Regions from separate parts of the Mus musculus genome. Here all the other regions are linked to region 5. Evidence: chromatin contacts called from public HiChIP or PLAC-seq and promoter capture Hi-C data. All regions are on one chromosome and are shown on one strand. The core of a region is the stretch at or near the end of the contact, and the rest is flanking DNA. Distances in the headings are between cores, read along the strand shown.

What was found. Promoter capture Hi-C pulls out the DNA fragments that hold promoters and counts their contacts. HiChIP or PLAC-seq counts read pairs in DNA pulled down with a chosen protein or histone mark.
Region 1: an H3K27ac HiChIP or PLAC-seq map of embryonic stem cells shows a contact between it and region 5, with 3 times the contacts expected there. The contact joins the promoter of Mfng here to the promoter of Kctd17 in region 5. A contact is called at or near these places in 8 of 39 promoter capture datasets (the 3T3-L1 cell line, 3T3-L1-derived adipocytes, the C10 cell line and 4 more), 2 of 15 datasets of contacts at CTCF or cohesin (the NIH/3T3 cell line and large pre-B cells), 1 of 484 Hi-C or Micro-C datasets (group 2 innate lymphoid cells), 5 of 115 datasets of contacts at active chromatin or transcription factors (embryonic forebrain, embryonic stem cells, large pre-B cells and 2 more) and 4 of 9 other capture datasets (embryonic stem cells, liver, macrophages and 1 more).
Region 2: a contact with region 5 is called in a promoter capture Hi-C map of hippocampal neurons, with 4 times the contacts expected there. The contact joins the promoter of Foxred2 here to the promoter of Kctd17 in region 5. A contact is called at or near these places in 6 of 39 promoter capture datasets (the 3T3-L1 cell line, the C10 cell line, hippocampal neurons and 2 more), 5 of 115 datasets of contacts at active chromatin or transcription factors (embryonic basal ganglia, embryonic forebrain, forebrain and 2 more) and 1 of 9 other capture datasets (embryonic stem cells).
Region 3: a promoter capture Hi-C map of hippocampal neurons shows a contact between it and region 5, with 8 times the contacts expected there. The contact joins the promoter of Txn2 here to the promoter of Kctd17 in region 5. A contact is called at or near these places in 17 of 39 promoter capture datasets (the 3T3-L1 cell line, 3T3-L1-derived adipocytes, the C10 cell line and 11 more), 4 of 484 Hi-C or Micro-C datasets (the N1E-115 cell line, cerebral cortex, cortical neurons and 1 more), 6 of 115 datasets of contacts at active chromatin or transcription factors (astrocytes, embryonic stem cells, forebrain and 3 more) and 1 of 9 other capture datasets (embryonic stem cells).
Region 4: a promoter capture Hi-C map of neutrophils shows a contact between it and region 5, with 2.0 times the contacts expected there. The contact joins the promoter of Sh3bp1 here to the promoter of Kctd17 in region 5. A contact is called at or near these places in 1 of 39 promoter capture datasets (neutrophils) and 1 of 115 datasets of contacts at active chromatin or transcription factors (pancreatic cancer cells).
Region 6: an H3K27ac HiChIP or PLAC-seq map of embryonic stem cells shows a contact between it and region 5, with 4 times the contacts expected there. The contact joins the enhancer-like site here to the promoter of Kctd17 in region 5. A contact is called at or near these places in 1 of 39 promoter capture datasets (pre-B cells) and 4 of 115 datasets of contacts at active chromatin or transcription factors (embryonic stem cells and forebrain).
Region 7: a contact with region 5 is called in an H3K27ac HiChIP or PLAC-seq map of epiblast stem cells, with 2.1 times the contacts expected there. The contact joins the promoter of Card10 here to the promoter of Kctd17 in region 5. A contact is called at or near these places in 2 of 39 promoter capture datasets (hippocampal neurons and pre-B cells), 1 of 484 Hi-C or Micro-C datasets (bone marrow-derived macrophages), 2 of 115 datasets of contacts at active chromatin or transcription factors (epiblast stem cells and pancreatic cancer cells) and 2 of 9 other capture datasets (adipose tissue and liver).

Annotation. Positions count from the first base shown.
Region 1 is chr15:78,772,111-78,775,677 of GRCm38.p6, forward strand. Mfng (MFNG O-fucosylpeptide 3-beta-N-acetylglucosaminyltransferase) reads right to left here and starts at 1,335. Exons shown (of 8, transcript NM_008595.2): 1 at 908-1,335. The coding sequence starts at 1,162. It overlaps Card10 (caspase recruitment domain family, member 10), which reads right to left. Exons shown (of 21, transcript NM_130859.2): 21 at 3,026-3,567.
Region 2 is chr15:77,954,867-77,958,296 of GRCm38.p6, forward strand. Foxred2 (FAD-dependent oxidoreductase domain containing 2) reads right to left here and starts at 1,856. Exons shown (of 9, transcript NM_001017983.2): 1 at 1,701-1,856; 2 at 723-1,223. The coding sequence starts at 1,222.
Region 3 is chr15:77,926,942-77,930,355 of GRCm38.p6, forward strand. It overlaps Txn2 (thioredoxin 2), which reads right to left and starts at 2,053. Exons shown (of 4, transcript NM_019913.5): 1 at 1,966-2,053; 2 at 751-1,013. The coding sequence starts at 1,013.
Region 4 is chr15:78,898,129-78,901,225 of GRCm38.p6, forward strand. Sh3bp1 (SH3-domain binding protein 1) reads left to right here and starts at 1,640. Exons shown (of 18, transcript NM_001316684.1): 1 at 1,640-1,833; 2 at 3,018-3,060. The coding sequence starts at 1,775.
Region 5 is chr15:78,427,224-78,430,336 of GRCm38.p6, forward strand. Kctd17 (potassium channel tetramerisation domain containing 17) reads left to right here and starts at 1,341. Exons shown (of 8, transcript NM_001289671.1): 1 at 1,341-1,644; 2 at 2,819-2,927. The coding sequence starts at 1,435.
Region 6 is chr15:78,000,004-78,003,282 of GRCm38.p6, forward strand. The region is part of intron 2 of Cacng2 (calcium channel, voltage-dependent, gamma subunit 2); the gene reads right to left. Among named protein-coding and RNA genes, the nearest start is that of Gm46520, 11 kb to the right of the region's middle. Within about 2 kb of position 1,613, at least 13 of the 459 cell types and tissues checked have an H3K27ac peak or open chromatin away from gene starts, as enhancers often do. A contact at or near this core is called in embryonic stem cells, where this site is marked.
Region 7 is chr15:78,801,049-78,804,394 of GRCm38.p6, forward strand. It overlaps Card10 (caspase recruitment domain family, member 10), which reads right to left and starts at 1,994. Exons shown (of 21, transcript NM_130859.2): 1 at 1,807-1,994; 2 at 1,333-1,584; 3 at 585-722. The coding sequence starts at 1,936.

The DNA of each region.
Region 1 (3,567 bases), core at 85-2,584, 340 kb after region 5:
CAGGTACCCCCACCTCTCCCTCACTAAACTACCTCCTCTCCTTGGCCTCCCCACCAAAGGCTCAGTCACTTCCGCTCACAGAGCCAGCAGCCACCATGGGGACATAGTGTGTGTGTGCACAAGTGCATGAGTTCTGCTACCTCCCCTGACGTGGTCCCCAATGCCCCCCATACCCACACCCATCCCTGGCTTTGCTTGATGGGGTCTTGAGTATGGGGAGAGAGACTCTGCTTTCAGGAAACACACTCATTACTCTCATGCCTTCTTATTACTGTATTTAGCATGCCTAGCCCTGTGTATGAGCACAGGTATACACACACACACACACACACACATTCCATATGCCTTGGCAGATCTCCCCTCACCTTGACCTCCAGCCCACACGACCTCACCCACTGCCTCCCATCCCAACCACAGCACAGGAAACGGAGAAGCTAGACAGGGCCCTCACACCCTGGGCAGCACAGCAGGGCAGGAACTGAGAGGAAGCCTCCCTCAAGCAGGCCCCACCTCCATGTCTCTCCAGCATCCACATCACACCCCTGCCTCACACAGCCCCATCCATGCCCAGAGCTGAGGTGCGCAGCTACTCGGTCCTGGTGGGTTTTCACCTTAACACCCACCAGAATCTTCAGGCAAGTTAGGGTCAAGAATCTAGGAGATGAGGGGGACCCAAGAGGAGCCTAGGACAGAGGTGCCACATGGAACCCAACAGAGATAGACCTGTGAGTCTAAGGAGGCCCTGGAGTGTGGCAGTGGGGATGGGGGTGGGCACGGAAGAAGTGGAGAGACCCCAGAAGGAACCACTCCCTGGTGGTCAGCTTTTCCCCAGACCACCAGGAAGACCCCTGGGAGCCCCCCAGCCAGGAGTGCTCTCTCAGACTTCAAGGCAGCCCCCGCCTGTCACCTGTTGCCTGATCCTGGAGACCCACGTGTCTAGTAGCAGGTCCAGGCGGGAGCGATGGAAGGCCCAGGTAGTCTTGACTGCGATGAAGATGTCGCCTAGCTGCAGCTCCAGGGGTCCTGGGTTCCGTTGGTTCAGCCTGAGCGCGCCCTGTATCATCCTCTGGGACAAACTTGAGTGGTATCGTAGAGACAGGAGCCCCACGCACAGGAGGGTAAAGAGGGCTCCCGCCATGCCCCGAAAAAGTCGGCAGTGCATTGGTAGCAGGCCCCCAGACAGTTCAGCCCCCGACTCCCCAATCAGTCTGGGGTGGGAGGCTGGTCAGGAGGGGGCCCTGGTACAGGCAAAAGTCTGGCAGGCATCGGGGGCACACACCAACGGGAAAGGAGGAAGCTGGGTCTCTGGACCCAGAGACTGAGCCACCACCGTCCTGCCAGCCGGCAGAGGCCACCAGCCCGCCACCTGCTCCTCAGCCCTCCCTCCGGGCCACTTAGCTCCTGGCCCCGCCCCTGCCTCAGCCCGAGGGGCGGGGCTAGGCCTGGGAAGCCCCAGAGGCAGCTGCTGGGAGCCACCCACTGGAAGAGGCACAGGGCCCTGCCAGCTGCTGCAGCCACACCAAACCCTCCACGAGGTGGGAAGAAGCCACTCCAGCCTTCCTATGCCTCACAGTCCTTTCTCTGGCTCCTAGAATAGCCAGGATCCTGTCCAGCCAGCCTCAGGTCCTGGCTCATTCTCCCTCCTGCTGGCCCTTCCCATCATCCACCATGCATCAGGCCTACATCTATCACAGGGCCATGCCCACCATAGCATGCTGCCTAGATTCTTGCTTTCTTTGAATCTTTACACAGACATTATTTCTGCCATGAGGCTTTTCCTGCCCATTTTAAACAGCCCTCCTTCCCAGCCCCCAAGCCTAGACCCTTCTAACTTCTTGCTGTATGGTGTATTTTACATATTTATTGTCTTACTTATGATACTACTGAGGCAGGGGGTATTCTCTTTTGTTGACTATCCAGAACCCAGTACGGTACCTGGTACATACTGGGCACTTGATCAATACTTGTTAATTATGTTAATTAAGCACAGGAAAGTGCTTGGTGGCTGTGAATGGATCTAAGCCTGCTAAAGGCTCCTGGAGCACTAGGACAATGAGGTGTCAGCCTCAGCCTGTCCCCTTCACAGCTCACCTCCTCAGAACAGTGCCACCAAGGAAAAGCCTAGGCTTGGGGCTGGGTTCAGATCCCAGCTAGGGCCACAACCTGGCTGTATGGCTGTCGACAAGATACCTCTATCATTTACGAAATGATGGTGAGGGACTCCAAGATGGCTCAGCAGGTGAAGGTGCTTGCCACCAAGCCTGTGGATGGACCTGAGTTCAATTCCCAGGGACATGCCCCCTCCAGCAAGTTGTTCCCTGGCCTTGTGTGTGTTGCCACAGCAAGTTGTGTGCATGCACATCTGACAGGTGTGCATCACCATAGCAAATTCCTTAAAGGGATCTCGGGGCAGGTGAGAGGTGAGAGGGCTCAGCAGAAAAGGCAGCTTGCTGACACGCTGACTGCCTGAGTTTGATTCCCAGGACCCACATGACAAAAAGGGAGAACGGCTCCTGAACCTTATATACACAGTGCACTCTTGCTATTGCATGCGCGCGCGCACACACACACACACACACACACACACACACACAGTGAACATTTTTGTAAGTGAAATTCTAACCTCAAAGCCCAAGGACACCTCTTCCAGTCTGTCTCTCTAGACTGCTCCCCCGGAGGTAACCATGCTCACTCTGGGGGCTGTCTCTTGGGGACAGCCACACACCCACAATTTGCCAGGCTCCTTAAGCCACTCCTGGCCTCCTGGCTTCAAGTGACCTGAGCAGAGGACACTCTGTTGATGAGGAAGGCCGGGCTGAGGGCCCCCCACCTGGCACTGGGGCAGGTAAGGTGACTCCAGCACAGATGGCGGGCGTCTCTGGGAGGAGCCAAGGAAATATGACCCTCCCCACAAACTGAACAAACTGGCAGGGACTTGAAAGGTGGGATCCGCTGGGGATGGGGATGGGGACAAAGGGGACAGGGCCCCCAGGCCAGGCATGGAAGCAAGCATAAGGTCACCAACTTCTATGACAAACTTTAATGACTCATTGTGTGCAGCTTGAATGAAAAGGCCCGGGGAATCACCCACAAGCCTAACATTGGGATGGCCTAGCAGCACCACCACCCTGGCCTCCTGGAGGCAGGCGGGGAACAGAAAGCCAGCCGAGAGAACATGTCCAGGTGTGCTGGGCAGAGCACACATTGCTTAGTGCCAGTGTCACAAGGATGGTGATATTTACACGGGATGAGGGACGACACACACAGAGATGTAAGGGTAGGAGCTGACCAGAACAGCCGTGGTATCTTCATGACAGCACACACAGGCAATGCCATTGGACTGTGGAGGTCCCGTGGTGCTGGGCACAGCTGGGGGCACAGACCCAGGTTGAGGACCCCTGAGACCTCGTGTGCCCAAGTGGAGGGACAAAACTGGGGATCCATGAGGACATATGTGCAAAATTGAACGGTGTGAGAACTCTATTCCAGGGTGTGTATGTAAGGAGAGGGCACACATACACGTATAAGACACACAAATGGAAACATGGGAACATTGGAGCTAGTGAG
Region 2 (3,430 bases), core at 606-3,105, 470 kb before region 5:
CCCGTGGCCTCTGGGCCACATGGGATCCAGGATAGCTATGATTATGGCCCAGTATAACTTGCAAACTTACTTAAAATATGAGATTTGTGTATATGTGTGTTTCACAACTTGGTTGCATGGTTTTAGAACTTGAAGCCTGTGAATGAAAATATAAAAAGGTGCCGGGCAGTGGTGGCACATGTCTTTAATCCCAGCACTTGGGAGGCAGAGGCAGGTGGATTTCTGAATTCGAGGACAGCCTGGTCTACAGAATGAGTTCCAGGACAGCCAGGGCTACACAGAGAAACCCTGTCTTGGAAAAAGGAAGAAAGAAAGAAAGAAAGAAAGAAAGAAAGAAAGAAAGAAAGAGGGAGGGAGGGAGGGAGGGAGGGAGGGAGGGAGGGAGAGAGAGAGAGAGAGAGAGAAAGAAAGAGTAGTAGTGAAAGAAAGAATATGTAGTGTAGTAGTGTCAAAAGGCTGGACCTGCCTGCATGGGTTGCTGGCTATAAGCTAAGCTCACAGGCAGTATTCAACACCACAGGACCATGGCGAAGGCAATAGAGCCTGGCAAATCCTGTACGATAAATTGCTAGATTTCCCCAAACATACTCAGCCACAGCTTTGTAAGGACGCACCTTAAAAAAGTTTTGCTTGGCACTGAACCCCATTGGGAGCAAGAAGTAGCCCCTTTCTCATTCTCTCCAATCTCGAGGCCAATTCGGCTGTGTCCTGAGGCTCCTTACCTGCACTGGTAAACCTGGCCCTTCTGGTCCGTCAGAATGAAGTAATGGCCGTTCCAGGCTTGTGGATCCTTGTCCAGGGTCACATGGGTGATGTTTGTGTTGTATAACACATGGAGCCCCAGGCGCCGCGCGAAGTCACCCAGGTAGCGCACCATGTCGCTGGCGTCGGGGAAGTAAGCCTGCGAGTAGTGTCTGAAGAGCAGGTGTGGGTCGTCGCTGAGCAGCGAGTTCCAGTCGTGGCGGAGGTTGAACTCGGCGTTGGCCTTGCCCGTGTGCCGCTTGTTGATGCTGATGAGCTTGCGGTGGCGCGGGTAGCGAGTGAAGAAGCTGCCAGGTGCGGACTCGCGTTCGAATACCTCGTAGTCCCTGCCGGCTCGATGCAGGAAGGCGGCCATCTGCAGGCCCGCAGGACCGGCGCCCAGGACGCAGTAGTCCCGGTGCGGACGGGAACACACTGCCAGGTGCAAGGCTAGGGCCACCAGCAGCCCCGAGGGACCCATCCTGCAGCACAGTAGAGGAGAGGCCTCGCACCTCGTGGCTGGCAGCTGGTGACAGCCGGCTTTCCCGAGGAACGAGAAACCAGGCGCTTGAGCCTCCCAGGGATCTGGAGCGGGGCTAGTACTGAACCCCGGGACCTAGGGGCTCATCTATCCCGTCTCCATCTCTTTCAGGTAGGATCAAGGGCCCACAGGAATTCTGAATCCCCAGCTCATCTCCATAGTCCACTTTCCTAGGGTGTCAGACTCCCTTATTGTCATGGTAATTTCCACCCCAAAGGAGAGGCAGTTTCCCCAATTTCCACTCATTTTGGATGTGCCCTGCATTTTGGGAGGAGGTCTTCCCAGGTGGACCCTTCAGAGGTTCTGGTTGGTCTACCCACCTTTCACCCTGGGGGTGGGGGTACGGGACCCTGAAGGAGGTGTGGCTTCTAAGGCCCCGCCCCAGCCCCCCGGATCACGTGAGGATGCCCCAGCACACCTGCCGCGGTCTCCGCTATCCCGCACTGCTTCTGGCGCGTGCGCGGTCCCCAGGCTGAGCTTCCGACCCGCACGCTGCCGCCACCGGTAGCCCAGCGATGCTCCCACGACAGGCTGCAGTGGAGGGAAGCTACGGCTGACTCGCGCCACAGCGGCCACGCCCCTCCCCACTCCGGGCCAATAGCAGGGGGCGGGTCACGTGTGCCACGCGCAGCACGCCGGGACTGGTGGGGCGGCCGGGGCGCGAGTGGCGCACACGTGCTGTGAGCGCTGTTTCTGAGGGTAGAGGTGCCTTGGGGAACAGCAGGTCCATGATGGGACGCCTGGCCCTTCCTTTTGATTTGTACTAATCCTTGTGCCAGAAGATGAGAGATTTTTGGAGAAAACCTTGCCATTTATATCCCTTTATTACTGTAGAAGACTGAACCTAATTGGCCAGTCAATTTTGTGGGACTGAGGAGAGGCCAAGACAGATGAACCAATTATTGTCTTAGAGTCTTGATCGTTCAGTTGTACGAAGGGTGGCCAAGGGAAGCGATTCCCAGCACTTTGTAACTGACTCGTCAATACAAAGTGACAAGGTTTGCATAAAACAAAGATAAAGCTAAGTGGGTTTTGAGACAGCATAGTGGCTCACTCTTGTATGTCCAGCAATCGTGAGACTGAGACAAGAGGACTGTGTGAAATCCTGCTTCAAACTCCCCAACCCAGAGGCTCAAACTGCAATTCTGTGTAGGAAGGAGGATTTGAATATTCAGGCTAGCTCCCTAGACCAAGTTACTCACCTGGCTAATTAGAATACTGTGTGCCTTTTGGAGGAAAGGATAGCGACCTTCACAAGGCGATGCAGAAGCTGAGGGTTCTTAGGAAAAACATCTGGGAAGGACTTTACCAGCTTTGCGTGACTGTAGCTGCTTCCCATTAAAAAGGAGCCTTGCTCCTGGAAGCCTAATCGGAACCCCGCCCACTTGCAGCTTCCCTCATTTGCCCTTAGAAATTTACGTTTATGATTTTCCTGGTGAAAGAAAGCACACCCGGAATGCTGGTGTTTTCTTTAGAGCCTGCACTAAAGAAATCCGCCCTGGGGGCAGACATAAACTTTAGTTTATTGTCATTGTGGAGACCTCAGCCCACAGGTTTAGTTTGGAGCTATCCTGGGTAGACAAGGTATCTCACCGAAAATAAAGCCGAGCATTTCATAGATACTGTGGAGAGGATGGGCAGGCACCAAAAGGAACTAGAAAGTTGGTCTGCCTTTGGTGATGGAAATGGAATGATCAGGAGCCCCACGCCTGGCTAAGGTGCAGGATTCCCAGCCATTGATCTACAGCCCACAGCGCAGGGCTACAGGAGCTTCTTGTAGGTGGATTGGACCAAGGGATCTGGATTCTGGGCCACTCCTGAAGCCCAAGACATTTGTCACACTATTTTATGTTGTTTGCACTCTACATTAAAATCTCAGTCAGGGCTGCTCCAAGTCTGAGATTCTCAGAAACGCCAAGGTTTCTGCTCAGCATCCTTTGCTGGCCTCTTTAAGTTAGTTCAATTATGTTGCTGAAACCTGCCTCTTTAGTAAGGCAATCCCCATCCTGTTTCCTTTTCTCCATAGCTCTGCTCCCACTCACACCCCAGTTCTGAAGGGGCAGGTGAGAATGCCCAGGCAGGCAGGCCAATTACTGAAGTGTTCAGCAGAGCACTCAGTCCACAGCCTTTAAACACATGTTCTTACGT
Region 3 (3,414 bases), core at 803-3,302, 500 kb before region 5:
AGGAGGTGGAGGCAGGAGGAGATAAGTTCAAGTCTGACCTAGGCTAAATGGCAAGACTCTATCTCAACCCCTATCCCCTACCCCAAAACTCCCATTCAGAAATGTCAATCAATTAATAAATCTATACCTAAAAAGCCAGCCTGCAAGGCCTTATCTCAGATGACAAGGACACGCACTGGCCTGGTCAAGGCAACGAGGTGAGTCAGAGAAAGGACCAGGAAGAAAACAAAAGAATCGGTGAGACTTGTCCAGAAAACCTGATGGCAATCGGGTTCTTGGCTTTTTGGTTGAATCTGGTGTAAAGGTCTGGAAATGAAGACCAGGCCACAAGGCAGGCATTTATATATCTCTAAAACACACCCCTGCGGTACTGAGAAGATACACCTCCTGCCCACCCCATCCGTACTTGGGGACGGCTATGGTGGCACTGATAATGTTTTGCCCAGTCCTTCCCACAGTTTTAGTGGGTTTCGATGTTAAAATACGATGTTGTTCCACACTGGAGCAGACTCTGAGCTTTTCGGGCACTGAGATACAGGACGTAGGCATGAGGCAGCATGTCTCCTAGTGTGCTAGGAAGACCATCAATCTGTCTCCTACCATACTGCATACTTAAGGACAGGCACAGGGTCTCAAAAGTCTTCATAATGAGTGTATGTAGATAAGCATTACACATGGTAGAGAGCCATAGTGAGCCCTCAATAAATACTTAAGTAAGACCCTCCATCTCTTACTGTCCCCAGTACTCACTGTGCATGAAAGTCCACAACAACTGGTGTCTCACTGTTGACAACTCTGTCTTGAAAGTCAGGTCCATCCTGGACGTTAAAGGTCGTCAAACAGACTCTGGTGGTGTGTACTGTCCGGGCTGGGCTGGGCATTACTGTTAGACCACCAGCATTGTACTGAGGGGTCTGCAGGGTCTTAGAGGTGAGGGAAGCCCACACACCCTGAGGAGGCTTCCTGGAGATGACTGAGGTCAGGAACCTCCCCAGGAGGAGCCGCTGAGCCATCTGTGGGAGCAAGAGGCAGGAAGAGCTGGGGCCATGCAATAGGAAGTCAACACACTAGGAAAACAAAGAATTCTGGAATAATGAGGTGTTGGGAACATACAGAATTGGAAGCAAGATGCATGGAAATACTGTAATATATGATTTTCAAAGGCCAGGTGTGGTGGGGCCCACCTGTCAATCCTCCTCCTGGGAGGCGAGGCAGGTGATATAAGGCAAGGTCAGTTTGGGCTAGACAATAAAACCTGGTCTCTAAAACCTCCCCACGACAACAAAAAAAAAATATCTAGAGGTGAGTAAGGAGTCAGCATCACTGAATAGACGTTAAGTTAGAAGGGCAGAAAAACTGGGTTGACAGCCAAAAAGAAATCAAGGCTGAGGTGGAATTATAAAAGGTCAATGGAGGGAGGGACAAGGCTCAAGTGCCTTACATCACTGTGTATAGCCCAATGCCCCCCCCCCCCACACACACACACATCACTGGCTCTCTCTGATCAACTCTGAAGAAACCTTATAATACCGTCCATACTCAGGGCAACAGGTAGGTTAAGTGCCATGCCCAACGTAGGCCAGTTTTTAAAGTACAGCTAATTGGAACCCAAGGCCGTCTGTAAAATTTTTATCAGTCATTCTTTTAAAAAAGTGTTTTTATGGGAAATTAAGGAAAGGGAAGCTGTCGAAGAATGAGCGAAGAAGACTCCCAACTACGGAAGGAGGAACTGAGAGGCGTAGGAACCGGCCATGGGGTACCAAAGTGAAGCGGGTGGCATGTGTACGGAGGGAAGCCCAAAGAATGGACACGTGTTGGGGAGGGTGGGGGACAGGGAGACTGGGAGCACAGGACGTGCAGCTGCCAAGGCCACCTCCTCCCTCTAGGGGCATCCCCCTGCCGATCGCCTTCCTGCAGAGAAGCGCGCCGCCAGCCCGGCTCAGCCCACCCCGCAAGGGCTCCTACCTCCCGGCAGTGCGAGCAGAGGGATGCAGAGCCCAGCCGGCCTGCCCGTCAAGGGCACTCCTGTTGTCACTTCCTCAGGGGCAGGTCTAGCGTCATTTCCGGGAAAGACTATGCGGACGACGTTTCTCTGCAACTTGGGGGCGGCTCGGTTTTTTTCACCAATGAGGAGGACGGAAAAATGTAGGGCTGAAGGGGCGCGACCGGAAGGAATGGGATCGTGGAGGAGGGACCGGAAAATGTGTGGGACCAGTGAGGGAGGAGATGGGTGAGAGGGCGGGAAGGAAGGAGTGGCTTTGGAACAAGCTCCTGCTGTGTTGCGCCTCTTGGCATTGCCCACCCTTGGATCTGAGCTCTGGAAAGGGCTGGAAGGCTGTGTTCACTTTAATGCCGAGGAAGCTCTGTTCTCGACAGAAGCTTAGTGTTAAAAGGAAGAGATTCCCGGGCTGGGGTTATGGCTCAATTGGATTCCTGTCTAGCACACCCAAAGCCTGGCTTCTCAATACCAAGTAAACTGGGTGTGATGGCACACACCTAATCCCAGGACCCCGGAGGGCTCAGGAGTTCAAAGTCATCCTCGATACTTAGGAACTACGTGAGATCCGGTCGTGTGTGTGGTGTGTGTGTGTGTACACATGTCGCATTAAGGGGTTATTCTGCCGTTTTTGATTCTTTTCTGCCCAACCTAACTTCTTATGATTGAGCAAGTCCCTCTGCCCCTAAGGGCTGGCGGTACTTCTAAAGCCCTTACCTTTTGTACTGTCATGTCTTACTTTTTGGAACTGTCAAGGAAGCACTATCCAAGGTAAAGTGTAGGGCTTTCTCTCCATTCCCACTGGCATGAGTGACTGAGGTGTAAGTCCCTCATTTATGCATATTGTAACCAGTATTCCAGCCCCTTACGATCGGGGAACACGTTGCTGTCCACCTTCCCTTCCATACCTTTGCTCACTTTGAACTTTGTCTCTGGGTACTTAGAACACCTGCTCACCTTATCTTCTCTGAATAGTACTGCTTTCTTCTCACTAGCGCCTGCTTTATAATCCTCCAGAACACATGGACAACGTCTCTTTCTGAGAGTAGGGACTTGTGGTTGTCTCATCTGCATATACTTAGCGCCAACCTGGTACAATGCCCAGCACAGAGAGGCTGTTCAATAGACACTAAGTTGAGAATCTTTGCGCACCTCAGCAAGTGGTTTCTGTCAGAGGGGTTATGTGATGTGTCCCAGCAGATGGACTCCATCTACCACCCTATTTTAACCCACTCTCTCAATAATTAGTGGTTTGCTGAGGCGTCTTTGTGTTCTACATCTGCAGTTGTGCCTGGAAGGCTCTCCCAGAGCTCTCTGAGAAAAGTGCTACTAGGTACTAGATTCTGCACTGTCTCTGGGTCCCTTTTCTGTCTGCTCCAGTGGAGGTCAGCCCTCGTCTTTGCAACTGACAGCCACCA
Region 4 (3,097 bases), core at 390-2,889, 470 kb after region 5:
CATTAGGAGGCCAGGTCTATACCACTCTAGTATCTCCCCAAGGCTGACACCTCTCTAGAATCTTTTTTTTTTTTTAAAGATTTTTATTTATTTACTAAGTATACAGTGTTCTGCCTGTATGCATGCCTGCAGGCCAGAAGGGAACACCAGATCCCATTACAGATGGTTGGGAGCCACCATGTGGTTGCTGGGAGTTGAACTCAGGACCACTGAAGAGCAGTCAGTGCTCTTAACTGCTGCGCCATCTCTCCAGCCCCCTCTTTAGAATCTTTTGCCATCTCTTCTCCAAACACTGGGCAGCAGCCTTCCTTCCCATCGGAAAAAGAAAGACAAGGAAGCTGCTCTGCCTTCTCAACTCCCCATCAGAGAGCCAGGATTCCACTGATGAGAGGCTGTGGCTGTTCCTGGCCAGTATGTTCTGGCTGCAGCAGCTGCTGGGACCCCTCTGGGCTCCTCCCACACTCGATAGGACTTCTTAAATGGGGAAAGCGGCTGAGTGAACACCATGTGCCAGACCTGTGCTGGGTACACAGAGATGTCTGGAGCAAAGGGAAGTCTTTGAGGAGCACACCAACTCTCTACCCCCACACAGTAGGTGCTCAAGTGGTATGGCTCTGAACTGAAACTAAGAGAGCAAAGCTTGGTGTGGTGCACAGGGCTTCCTGTAGTCACCCTTCCCCCTCCCAAGCCTGAAGGGTGCATACTGAAGTCAGCTTGCAGTTGCCCACCGGCTCTCTTGCTCTGTAGCTATGAACACCTATTGTATGCTCAGGCTGGTGTTCAGCGGAACATTTCAAAGAGAAAATCGGGTTTGGGGGTTCAGAGCAGCACCCATACATATCAAGGCCTGACAAGAAGGAAGGGCAGGCGCCTGGGACATTTGCTAAAAGAAATGAGAAAGAGTTTTACAAATAGGGGAAGCGGTCAAAGCTTGGGACTCTTTAAAGTGTAGAGTGACAGGACCTCAAGGGCTGACGAGCAGACCAAGCAGACCAGGGTATCTTGTTTACCCTGTGGCATAGACTGGACAAGGACAGTTGTCCTACCAAGCTACTATACACAATGAATGCAGAATTTTGGGGACTGATCCAAGGACATTAGTATCTGGTAGTCCCAGGTACCCCAAGTTCTGAGCCAGTGGTCCAGCAGGCAAGGGGGATGGTCAGGGAATAGTATGGTGGAGAAGAAGTCCCCAGGCAGCATCCCCTAGTGACTGGCCTGCACAGGTCCTGAAGGCCTGTCCCTTCTAGGCAGCCTTCCTTTCCCTCTAAGAGAGCAAAGGTTGTTTATACCCAGGGCGGTGATGGCAGGAGCAGCTTACCTGCTTCCCGCCACCCGCCGCGGTGACAGGACAGGCTGCGGGAAGGAAGAGCCCGCACTCAACTGCGGACCTCAGAGAGACAGACCGACGGACACTCGGCAGGCGGGTCGGACAACCCGGGGGTCGTTGAGGCCCGGAAGCAGAGAGAGAGAGAGAGAGAGAGAGAGAGAGAGAGAGAGAGAGAGAGAGAGAGAGAGAGAGAGACTCCAAACTTGAGAGAGAGAGAGACTCCAAACTTGGAGAAAGGAGTGACCTGGGGGCCGGGGGCGGAGTCGTGAGCGGGGGAGGAGAGCGCCCGCGCCAGCGCCAGCACCAGCCAGAGGAGCGCGCCGGCCCAGGAAGCCAGAGCGCCGCCCACCCATCCGGGGCGAAGCGCGCGGGGAAGCAGGCTGGGCCGGGGGCTGCCAGCCTCAACCCCCAAGGTGACTCCTCGGCCCCCTGCCCGGACCCAAGATGATGAAGAGGCAGTTGCACCGCATGCGGCAGCTGGCCCACACGGGCAGCTCGGGACGGTGAGTGTCACCCGCTTCTAGCCGTGCTATCGTTTCGCAGGACCTGAGCGAGCGCAGGAGAGTGGGGAACTGGTCACAGAGGTCGAAGATATCTAGGCAGCGGCCCTCTGGCATGCCAGAGCCCTGACCTCGTTTCCTGGGGTCTGAAGTCACTGTGGTCGCACAAGCATAGCTGGCTTTTGCGGGCGGTGGAGGGGGAGCGGGGGAAGGCACCTCCATTCCCGGTTGGAGAGGCTGCTGCAGAGAGCAGAATGCGTCCTGAGCCAAGACGCTGCCTGGAACCTCATTTGTCCCCTCCGGACAATGGGAACAGTTAGCCACCTCTAACTGGAGGGAAGGGGAGGAACGGAGCCGATCGGGGGCCCCAGACCCTGGGGGAAGGGACTGGCAGTGTTCTGGCCTGGGGAGGAGGGGCCTGCTCTGCTCTGGGTGTCCGTCCCCTCCCCCAACCCAGGGGCCTCCTGCCATTTGGTCCTGCTTCTGCTTTTCGTAGGCTCAGGTAGAGACACCCCTTGGTCTCCTCGGTTCCCAGCCCCAAAACTATGGGAGCGGAAGTTTGGGGAGTTTCTCGGAGCCTTTCTTTCTGTCCCTCTTCCCCAGCCTGGGAGTTCCCCATTCTTTGGGCCCAGAGAGGTGACCGTGTATCCAGAAACTTGATCCAGACCTTGCAGTGACACAAACACTTATATGTACCTACGAAGCCAAGCCACTCTGCCCTGAACCCATGTCCCTATGTATCCTTGGGCAGAGTCCCCAGACCTGCCCACAGCTGCAGTCCAATGTCGTATGCCTGTGGGCCTGGCCACCCCGGAGACCAGCTTCCACACTTCCCGTTCTGGGGGCCAGCTTAGGCCTCCTCTTTCCGGGCCAGGCAAACTATTTAGGGGGATGGGGAGATGAGAAACTTTTCCTCTGTCCCGAAGTTGGGCCCTGGGTAGCTCCCTCCTGCTTTTTTCGGTGTCATGGGTCCACCCTCTCCCAGGACACAGCCCTGGGTGGAGGAGGAAGCAGGCATGCATCCTCTTAACTACCATGGAATGTGCTCCAGCTACGATGTGGACGGGCCACCCAGGCTTGGTGGGTCCTGGAAGCATCTTGGGTTCAGGTTCCATGTGCAGGGGTTAGAGGGAGGCAGTGGGTTCCCTAACCCAGACTGACTCATCCAAAGCCCCCTTCCCCCACAGCACCCCGGAGACTGCCGAGTTTTTGGGTGAGGACCTGCTGCAGGTACGTGCCTGGGCCTGGGCGGGCTGGGCTGGGAGGC
Region 5 (3,113 bases), core at 91-2,590:
TGAAGAGAGCTAGTGATGAATTGTCTGAATCAGGTGGGCATGACTGTAGGAGATTGTCTTGATTACATTAATTGATGTGGGAAGACACAGCCCACTGTGGGAGACACCATTCCCTAGGCTTCAGCCCAGGACGGTGTAAGAGTGGAGACAGTGAGCTGAGTACAAGCATACATTTGTTCTCTCTCTGCTCTTGATTGTGGATGTGGCTAGCTGCCTCGAGGTCCTGGAACCTAGACTTCCCTATAGCAAAGAGCTCATATGGAATTATGAGCCAAATAAACCATTTTCTTCCTACGTTAGCTTTTGGCAGGATGTTAATATTACATCAACAGAAAGTGAAACTAGGCCATCCCTAAGTCAGGTCTTTTTGTACCTGCTGTGTTGTCCTAAAAGGAACAACTGTCCTCAGGAACTCACTGAACAGTGGGGTGAGAACAGCAGTGACCATGTCCCCCAAACAGGATCCTCCCCCTCCCCTGTTTCCTCTCCATTCTGCTAGCCCAGCAATCACCTTGAATGCCAATGCTAGAGTGACCATTTCCAAACCCTAAGCCCATTCCTCCTTTGCTGAGAGCTTTGGAGCCTCCCCAGTCCTGCTGCACACCCCACACTCCCATCAAGGAAAGGCATCTGGGGGGCCTGGGCATCTCAGCATCATGGGGGAGGGGGCTATTCTAAAACTCCCCTTCCCCACTTTGTAGAGCCGATCCATGCCTCATCTCCAAGCTTCAGGTCAAGCACATATGGAAGCCAAGTGGCACCAGAGAAGCCAGTACCTGAACTTCATCTTCTGAACGTTCACTCTTTAAGCAGACTCCGTAGCATTCAGACTAGACCAAGACTGGCATCCAGAGCAACCCGGCAGGGATGCAGGAAGCTTAAAGGAGTCATATGTATGCTCACACAGCTTCTGGCACACAGAAACGTTCAGCCAGCCCTAAGCCCAACTACATATCCTCAAAGAATTTAGGAAGAGGTGGTGACTATACCTCATCCCCGTGGTCTTTGCCACACACGGGACAAAAAAGAAACACTGCTGATGTGGCTCATGCACGCATATGCACACACGCACATGCTCACACACAGGCGCGTGCGCCTATTTTTAAAAGTAGGTTCAGGTAAATATAGGAATTTCTGGAGGAAGAAAGTTCTTCTCAGGTCAGGTATTCCTCAGCTGGGGCCCCCGTACAAAGCAGAACAAATGGGGGGGGATAGCCAATGAGGAAATCACTGTTTTCGCAGGGCCTTCTGCAAACCAAGCAGTCTGGCCACACGGAGAGACCAGATGATAGATCACCAAGAAAGGCAATGTGGGGCGGGACGTGCTGTCCGAGCAACACCAGGACAAGCGCAGAGCATCCCAGCCCTGGCTCCAGACTACAGCTCCCGGCATGCCCTGCACCTGGTACTCGCCCGCGGCGTGCGGAGGGAAGGATGCAGACAACGCGGCCGGCGATGAGGATGGAGGCCGGGGAGGCAGCGCCACCGGTGGGGGCGGGCGGCCGCCCCGGGGGCGGCTGGGGCAAGTGGGTGCGGCTGAACGTGGGGGGCACGGTGTTCCTGACCACCCGCCAGACGCTGTGTCGGGAGCAGAAGTCCTTCCTCAGCCGCCTGTGTCAGGGCGAAGAGCTTCAATCGGACAGGGTGAGCCCTGAGCCCGCTGACAGGGGGGTCCTGGCCCCGCGCTCCCGGGCTGTCCCGCCTGCGCGTCCCTCGGCCTCTGGCTTTCCTAGGATTCTGAGGCGGGGAGCCGAGGCAGGAGGAGGGGGAGGAAGAGGAGCCGAGAGGAATAGCTATACCCATTGCCGTGGCAACGGGACAGCACAGGCCGCAGCCATTTAGAGCTTTGGAGAGCTGCCCCAGATCCGGGACGCTTCCTTACTGTGGAGCGCTGGGGAGGGACCAACAAACCGGGCCTGCCTTACTGCCCTGGCTGACTCTTAAAGGAGTTGATGCGGCTGCTTCTCCCCGCCCTTAGGGTGTGGGCAGCTGAAGGGTACAAGGAACTAGATGGAGGAGGCCTGGGTGTCTTGGAGCTGGGCTTAATGTAGGGAAGAGCACTGGCTTTGGAGCTATCACTTGTGGGCTCACCCTGCTCTCCTGCCAAATTCCCAAATGACCAGGGAGGAATCGGGAGGAGAGGGGAACTTCCCTGCTCTCTGACTTTGGCCTCCTAGTGTGCAAGGCCTCTGGAGTTGGCTTGTCAAAGTCCCCTGTCCCCCATTCTGTGGCCCTCTTACACTGTGCCCTTGGGTGAGTCCCCTGTCCCTTGATGTCTCCGTCTTCTGTGCTGGGTTGTCCAGATCCCAGTCCTCCCTGCAGGCTGCACTTGTCCAATCAGAGTGCAGCTTCTTTGGAAACTTGCAAACATCTAGTGAATAGTGGGGTTGGCTGGGGGTGGGGGTGGGCGCGGTACACAGCCTCCAAGAGGGAAACTTTCCTAAGAGGGAAATTCACTGGGTCCTGTGCTGAGAGAGAGGTAAGGGGCCACTCAGGAATCCGGTCACCCTCTATACTCACATCTAATCCTCTGACTATGGGAGAAAGAAGCAACGCTCCAGAGGCCAGATGATTGGCTCAAGGTCACACAGCCTGGAAAAGGCAGAGGCAGGGTTCGAACCCAGATCCTTACTGCTTTCTTCCTGCTTCCTCTCTCCCTGTAGCCATTCTTCCAGCCAGCCTGTGGTGACTTGAGTTTATGTGTGTGTGTGTGTATGTGTGTATGTGTGTGTGTGTGTGTGTGTGTTAGGAGGGGTGGGGGTGGCTGGCTTGGGGAAGCTTGCACACCCCTCACTTCCTGTGGTCATCTCCTCCACAGGATGAGACCGGGGCCTACCTCATTGACCGTGACCCCACCTACTTCGGGCCCATCCTGAATTTCCTCAGGCATGGAAAATTGGTGCTGGACAAGGACATGGCCGAGGAGGGTGAGTTGGTCCATTGCGCTGGTCTGGGTCTCTACAGCCTACCGGAGCCTTCAGGGGAGGCCTAAAAAAATTGTCTTGAAGCCAGGACAGTGGCTACATTTCCCCATTATTTTCTGCCTGTCCCAGAGTGGAGTCCCATTCTCCAGGTCTCGGCAAGACCGACAGACCCCCGTGGTCACTGGGTAA
Region 6 (3,279 bases), core at 363-2,862, 430 kb before region 5:
TCCGGTAGCCAGTACATATTGCACTGAGACAGGGATGTTTATCTGAGACAGAGGGATCTTTGTTGGAGTGACACCCCCTGTACCAGTTCTGGGGTGTATGAAAACAAGTTTTGCCCCATCTTTACCAAACTGTGTTCTGATGAAAGAGATATATATCATCAAACGGTAACAGAGTCCCTGTCTAAAAGAACTGCAGGGACAAAAATGCAGAAGAGACTGAGGGGAAGGAGGTCCAGTGACAGGCCCAAATTGGGATCCAGCTCAAGGGGAGGCTCCAAGGCCTGACACTATTACTGATGCCATGGTGTGCTTACAGACAAGAGCCTAGCATGGCTGTCTTCTGAGAGGCCCAACAAGCAGACGACTGAGACAGACACAGATATTTACATTCAACCATTGGTCTGAGAGGCCCAACAAGCAGCCAAAAGAGCCAGATGCATATACTTACACTCAACCAATGGACAGAAGCCAAGGACCCCTGTGGTTGAATCAGGGAAAGGTTGGAAGAAGCTGAGGAGGAGGGCGACCCCACAGGGAGGCCAGTAGTCTCAACTAACCTGGACCCCCAGATCTCTCAGATACCGAGCCACCAACCAGGCAGCATACACTAGCTGATCTGAGGCACCCAACACATATACAGCAGAGGACTGCCTGGCCTGGCCTCGGTGAGAGCAGAAGCACCTAACCCTCTAGAGACTTAAGGCCCCAGGGAGGGGGGAAGTTCTGGTGGTGTGGGGGCGGGGATGAGGACATCTTCTTGGAGACAGGAGAGGAGGAATGGGATGAAGAACTGTCAGAGGGTGGACCGGGAGGGGAATAGCGACTGGACTGTAAAAAAGATTAGAGAATAATAATAATAGTAATAGTAACAGAGCCAGGATTATATATTCCAACAGAAAGATACCAATGAGGCACCATGGTGTGTGTGTGTGTGTGTGTGTGTGTATGTGTGTGTGGTGTGTGTGTGTGTGTGTGTGTATATGTGTGTGTGTGGTGTGTGTGTGTGTATATATGTGTGTGTGGTGTGTGTGTGTGTGTGTGTGTGTGAGATGTCCTGAGGATTGAGTGTGTGACAGACACAGTTTTAGGCCTTCTCTGTCTCCTCAGCCAATGAAGAACACTTTACTTCTATTGTCCAGAGGCTGAAACTGAGGCCTAGAAAAGTTTGGCTGTCTGTCCAAGTGTTGTGATCTCAGGCCTGTCCGTCTAACACATGGCATTCCCCTGCCTGGGCTTCGTACATTCTCTGAGCTGGATCAGGGTGAGCTTCCCTGAGAGAGCGATATGGATTAGTGGGGAGCAGCTCTCAAGAGAGCGGAGGCAGCTGCTAGGAGTGTCTGTGGGACAGAGACAGCACCAAGTGGTGTGTAGGACAAGTGGCTTGTTTAGTGACGGACAGGGCCAGGCTCACAGGCACTCGTGGAGGGACTTGAGGACCCATGAGAGAGGAAGCTGAGAAGGTTCAGGCCTGGTCCAGAGCCAGGTGGAGCCTCCTGGGTCACGAGGGGACTTGTGGGTCAAGGTAAAAGAGTGTGCCTCTGTCTTCAGAGCAAAGGAATTCACGGGCATTTAGATCTGGGAGGGCTGTAGAGGATCTGATTTGCATCACAAGAAACAAAGTCAAGCAAGATTGCAGGCCTGAGGGGAAAGCTGCTGCCCACAGCAATGGGGCTGCTCCAGTGTGGGCGAGCTCCAGGTTACCAGCAGAGGGGAGTTAGTCTAACAGACTCTTGGGTGTCTCAAGCGGCTAAGTGGGAGAGAGAAGGTAACTTTTTTTCCCCTTGTGGTTTTAGACTTACAGGCTGGCTGGAAAAACTATATGAAGACAAGGAGAGAATAAACTTTGGAGTGTGAAGCCAGGCCAGAAGGGTGAGAAGAGGAGAGGAGAAAGAAGGAAGGAGGGGAGGAGGAGGAAGGAGGGAGGAAGGAGGAGGGAAAGGAGAATCTCCACATTTAGCCATCCCTAGTTTGAAGTCTTCCTGGGCTACATCCATGGATTGTAGAGCAGACAGCTGGGGCTCAGAAAAGCCATGTGTGTTAGGCCGTTTATGTGGATTTTATAGACACAGAGGAGGAATTCCTGTCCTTAGCCCTAATACCTGAGGCTTGGGGATCCCCAGTGTGTAGCCACTGTCCAGAGAAGATGTAAATCCCAATGGATTCTCTCACAAGCCGCAGCAACCAGGAGACTCGAGGGTGCTTTTGTAAGCTAAGTGTTTGAGCCTTCTGGCCCTTTATGGCTCTCTTTCTTTACCTCTTTCCTTCCCCCTTTGACAGGGTCTTTGTAGCGCAGACTGGCTAGTTGTGTAGCCCAGGCTGGCCTCAAACTCTGATCCACCTGCCTCAGCCTTCTGGGTGCTGGGATTTACAGGCATACCAAAGTTAACTTCGTGTTTTCTGTGTTGGTGGCAGAAGTGACTAATGTCCTGACCGATGGGGAAGGGCCATGCTTCGGAAGTGGCCTCTTGTCTCAGTGGGACAGAGGTGAGTTGGGGTACGTGGATGAATAAGGATTAGGTAATTCGAGCCAACATTTCTCTTGTTAGTCTGCTTTGCCTGCTCCTCTTGGCAAATCATGGTTATGATCTTGGGCCTCAGGGAGCCAGCTCTTAGGGCCATCACACTGAAAAGTTGCTCTTGGGGGTGGGCACAGCCGGTGGGTAGCGGCACTCAGAGGCCATGCTGTTCTTTTTCTCCATCTGGCAGAGTGGGTGGGTGACACTCAGGAAACAGGGGTATAGGAAATCCGGCCTGCTGCTGGCCCTTCTGTTTCTCTTTCTCTTCTCTGGCCTCAGGTCTGTACTCTGCTGGCACTGTACTAGGGGATACCTGTGGACCCCAACTTTGTGATCACCCTGTATCCCTAGGATCCTTCCTCCAGGTCAGAGCACCGTCTTCTCTTGGCTTGTACACCAATAGTCACAGTGGTTAGCACACTGAGGGTAACTCCTCAGTTTCTGCACAGTGTTGAAATCTATGAGTGTTAACCCACTGGGACTTGATCCCTTTTAATGGGTTCATGTGTCAGACATGCTAGGTTGGGAGGAATTTTCTAGTCTCTTGTACCCTGCCTTTACCCCCTTCTTGTTCCAGTTGGTTAGTGTGGCCAATCACCATAAAAGTGGATGGGTAATGGAAGTTGTGTGTGTATGTGAGTGTTTATGTGTGTGTGTGTGTGTCTGTGTGTCTGTGTGTGTGAGTGTGTGCTGGAAAGCGAAAGATGTAGAGAGACTGGCAGAGAGAGAAAGGAGAGAGAGAGAGAGAGAGAGAGAGAGAGAG
Region 7 (3,346 bases), core at 744-3,243, 370 kb after region 5:
GTCCACTGACCGCAAAAAACAAAACTCACAAGGTCTAGATATGTATCAAAACTGGCTTGCTTATCACTCTCTATGTAGCCTGGGCTGGCCTTAAACCTGGTCCTGCCTCTGCCTCCTGAGTGGTATTACAGGCGAGTACCACCACCCTGAACTTACATTTCTATTTATTTATTCATTTACTTATCTATCTATCTATCTATCTATCTATCTATCTATTTACTCGGGGGAAGGAAAGCATCTATGCACAACTTTCAGGAGTTGGTTCTCTCCTACTGTGTGGGTCCCGGGGAGTGAACTCAGGTGGCCAGGCTTGCTTCTTTATCCACTAAGCCATCTCATTTATTCTTGAACGTTTACATGAGAAACTAGCCATACCATTCATAAAGATGATTAGAGAGAGAGAGTCATGTTAAGCACATGGACTCTGAACTCTGGGGCCCTGGGTAAACTTCTGCAGTTGGTGCCTCAGTTTCTTCATCTGTCCAATGGGTATAGTGAAAACAGACACCACCACCCCCAGTGCAGTTGGGGTAAGAAAATTCTGCTCTGGTGGCAAGGATGGGGCACCCACTGAGATTGCTCACCAAGGATCATGGAGCAGCGTTGGGCAGGTTCCTGGCCAGTGAGCAGCGTGAAGTGTTCTGGGTAGTAGAATTCCAGGGCTTCCAGGAAGGCCTCGAAGCCCCTCTTGCCCCGGCAGCGTAAAATGTCTATGAGGCGCCCTGAGGGTAAAGGTTGTGACAGGGGTCAGGATGAGGTCTTCCCCCAGTGCCCCTGCTCTCCACCCCGACAATGCTCCAGGGCCTACGTTCCCCAGATTTTTGGGCTGTGACACACACCGGGGCCTGTCCCAACACATCAGGGAGCAAAGCTCAGTCTGCCCTGGCTAGGAACACCAGACCCTCCCCAGAGCACCTGCACTGGAGCAGGTCCCCAGCAACCCCTACACACACACACACACACACACACACACACACACACACACACACACACACACACACACGTTACGCATGCCCGGGGGCATCGGATGCCTGCGTTTCCCAGGCAAAATGCTCTCATTGACTTAAGTTCCCTGATACTTTTAGTCCCTCTGACAGTCCTGGTACAAAGACGCCCAGTGGGAGAGGAGCCTCGGAGAACTGAGCCCGGATTTGAGCTCTTGAGAAAAACTGATTCTTTAAGGGATACACAAATGGGACAGAGAGAACCAGAGAGGTCAAAGAGCACAGTAAAGATCCCACAGGGGTCGCCATCGGCACCGGCAACCACATCCAGCTGTCTGCTCTGGAGCGGGCCTAGGAAGGGAGAGGAAACCCCTGGCGGCGGGCTCACCGGTACGGTTAGCGCGGCACGGGAAACGGTAGGTGCTGAGCACCTCCTCCTCGTCCTGTTCGTCCAGGACGCGGCACTGGCGCAGATACGGCGTGAGCTTGGCCGGATTCAGGGCGCGCGTCAGTCGGTGCCGGACGCCCTCGATCCGCTCCCACAGCGCGTCCTCTTCGGCCTCCGACCCCGAACCCGCCCCAGCCTCCTCGTCAGCCTCGCCCGCGTCCGCCCGGCCCTGCATGGCCGCGTCCTCCGAGCCTGCGGGCGACAAGCACGGTGGGCACGGAGCCGCGGTCACCGCACCTGGGCGTCGCCCGCGGGTCCCGGCGCTGTCGGGCTCCGTCTTCCCGGGATCCCAAGCTGCTCTGCCTGCACCCTCCCGGGTCCCCGAGAGGTCACGCCCGCGTCCTCCCGGGCGTCCCGTCGGCGTCCTTTCACGTCCCCACGCTGCTGTCCCGCCCGTGTCCTCCCCGCACTCACCACGGGCGCTGCAGCTGCCCTGAGCTCCCGGCTCTGTGCTCGGCCGACGGCTCCGGAGGCGCGACGGGGCGGTGCCTTCGGGGTCATTGGCTCCGCCCCCAGCCCGGCGGCCTCCCGGGCCACCCAACATTGCCCGCGACCCGCTGCGCTCCGGTCGTCCTCCCGGCCGCTCTGCGGGCCAGCCGCGCCTCCCCACCCCCCACCCCCGCTTCCTGTTTCCCGCCGGCTCTCCGGGCCAGTCCTGGCGGGGTCCGCACGGCCCTCCCACACCTGCCCGGCCCCCGACGGGGCGGAGCCGCCACGCGCGCGCCCACACCCCGCGCGCCACCGCCAGGGCCACTGCCGCCGCTGCTGCTCACCTTGTCCCCCACCATGAGCACAACACCAGCCTGCACCCTCTACAAGCCCGACTCCCGGTGCAGCTGGCCACCCGGAACCCTGAACGCGACAAGTGTCCGCTCCACTAGCCACACACGCCCTGAAGTCAACAGGTCACACCAACTTAGCGAGCTCTGGGCTCGGACCTCATATACAGAGCCCCATCATTCCCACTTAAACTCGCATGGTAGGTATATTCACTCTGCTGAAAGTCACATAATACATATCTGTCTTTCAGGAAATATCTGCAAAGTGTGGGACAGGGCCTCAGAAGCTAGCAGAACTTTCACACGTGTCCATGTTCTGGGATAATGGCCTTACAAGTGTTGAGCAGGACTTCGACCGGAGACAGACTACTCACGTGCCTCTCCCTCCCACAAACACCCTGTGCCTAGGCACTTGAAAGCCCCGGTCAGCTGTGAGTCTCTCTCTGTGTGTGTCTCAGCTTTGCATTCATTTGCATCCTGTTCCCAGCTAGGCCTCTTATCTGCCGGTGACCTGGACAATTGCCCCTCCACAGTCTCAGTGTTCCCGAACACGCTGCCAAGAGCTCACATCTTTCACCAAGCCCAGGACAGCCTGTGTGGGCAGCAGAGGGGAGGGGTCATGGGCACCTTTCCAAAGAAGGGAGTCAGTCCCTGCAAGTGTCCAGACTGACTGCACTTTCATTCCTGAGTCAAGTTGATGGCACACGGGGACCAGGATGCTTGCATTTCTAAATGGCCGTTCCTGCGGGGTGGGAGGGAGTGTGGTTAAAATCAATTACATTTGAAAAGGCAGCGTCAAAACTCCCTTCTGCCTTGGAGACTAATACTCCCACAATAAGGTCCTGTAGTCACATGCTAGAAGCTCTCTGGGCACTGGAAAGTGCCCTCGGGGTGGCGAGAACAGGGTTAAGAGGACACAGAGGATCTGGAAAGATGTGTAGGTCCCCAAAGCCACCCATACTTTCCGAATTAGATGCATCACTCACCCAAGGAAACAAGGTTGACCACAACCCCTGAACAGCCCCTGCAGTAAAGAAACTAGTTTACCTACATAACCTAGTTCCTTTCCCAGCCTTGAAGAACCACAGACTTTTGCTGACTTGGTTTTGTTTGGAGTATCACCAGTTCACCTGCAGAAGCAGCTCTGTAGAAAGGACTGAATTCTAATGCAAACC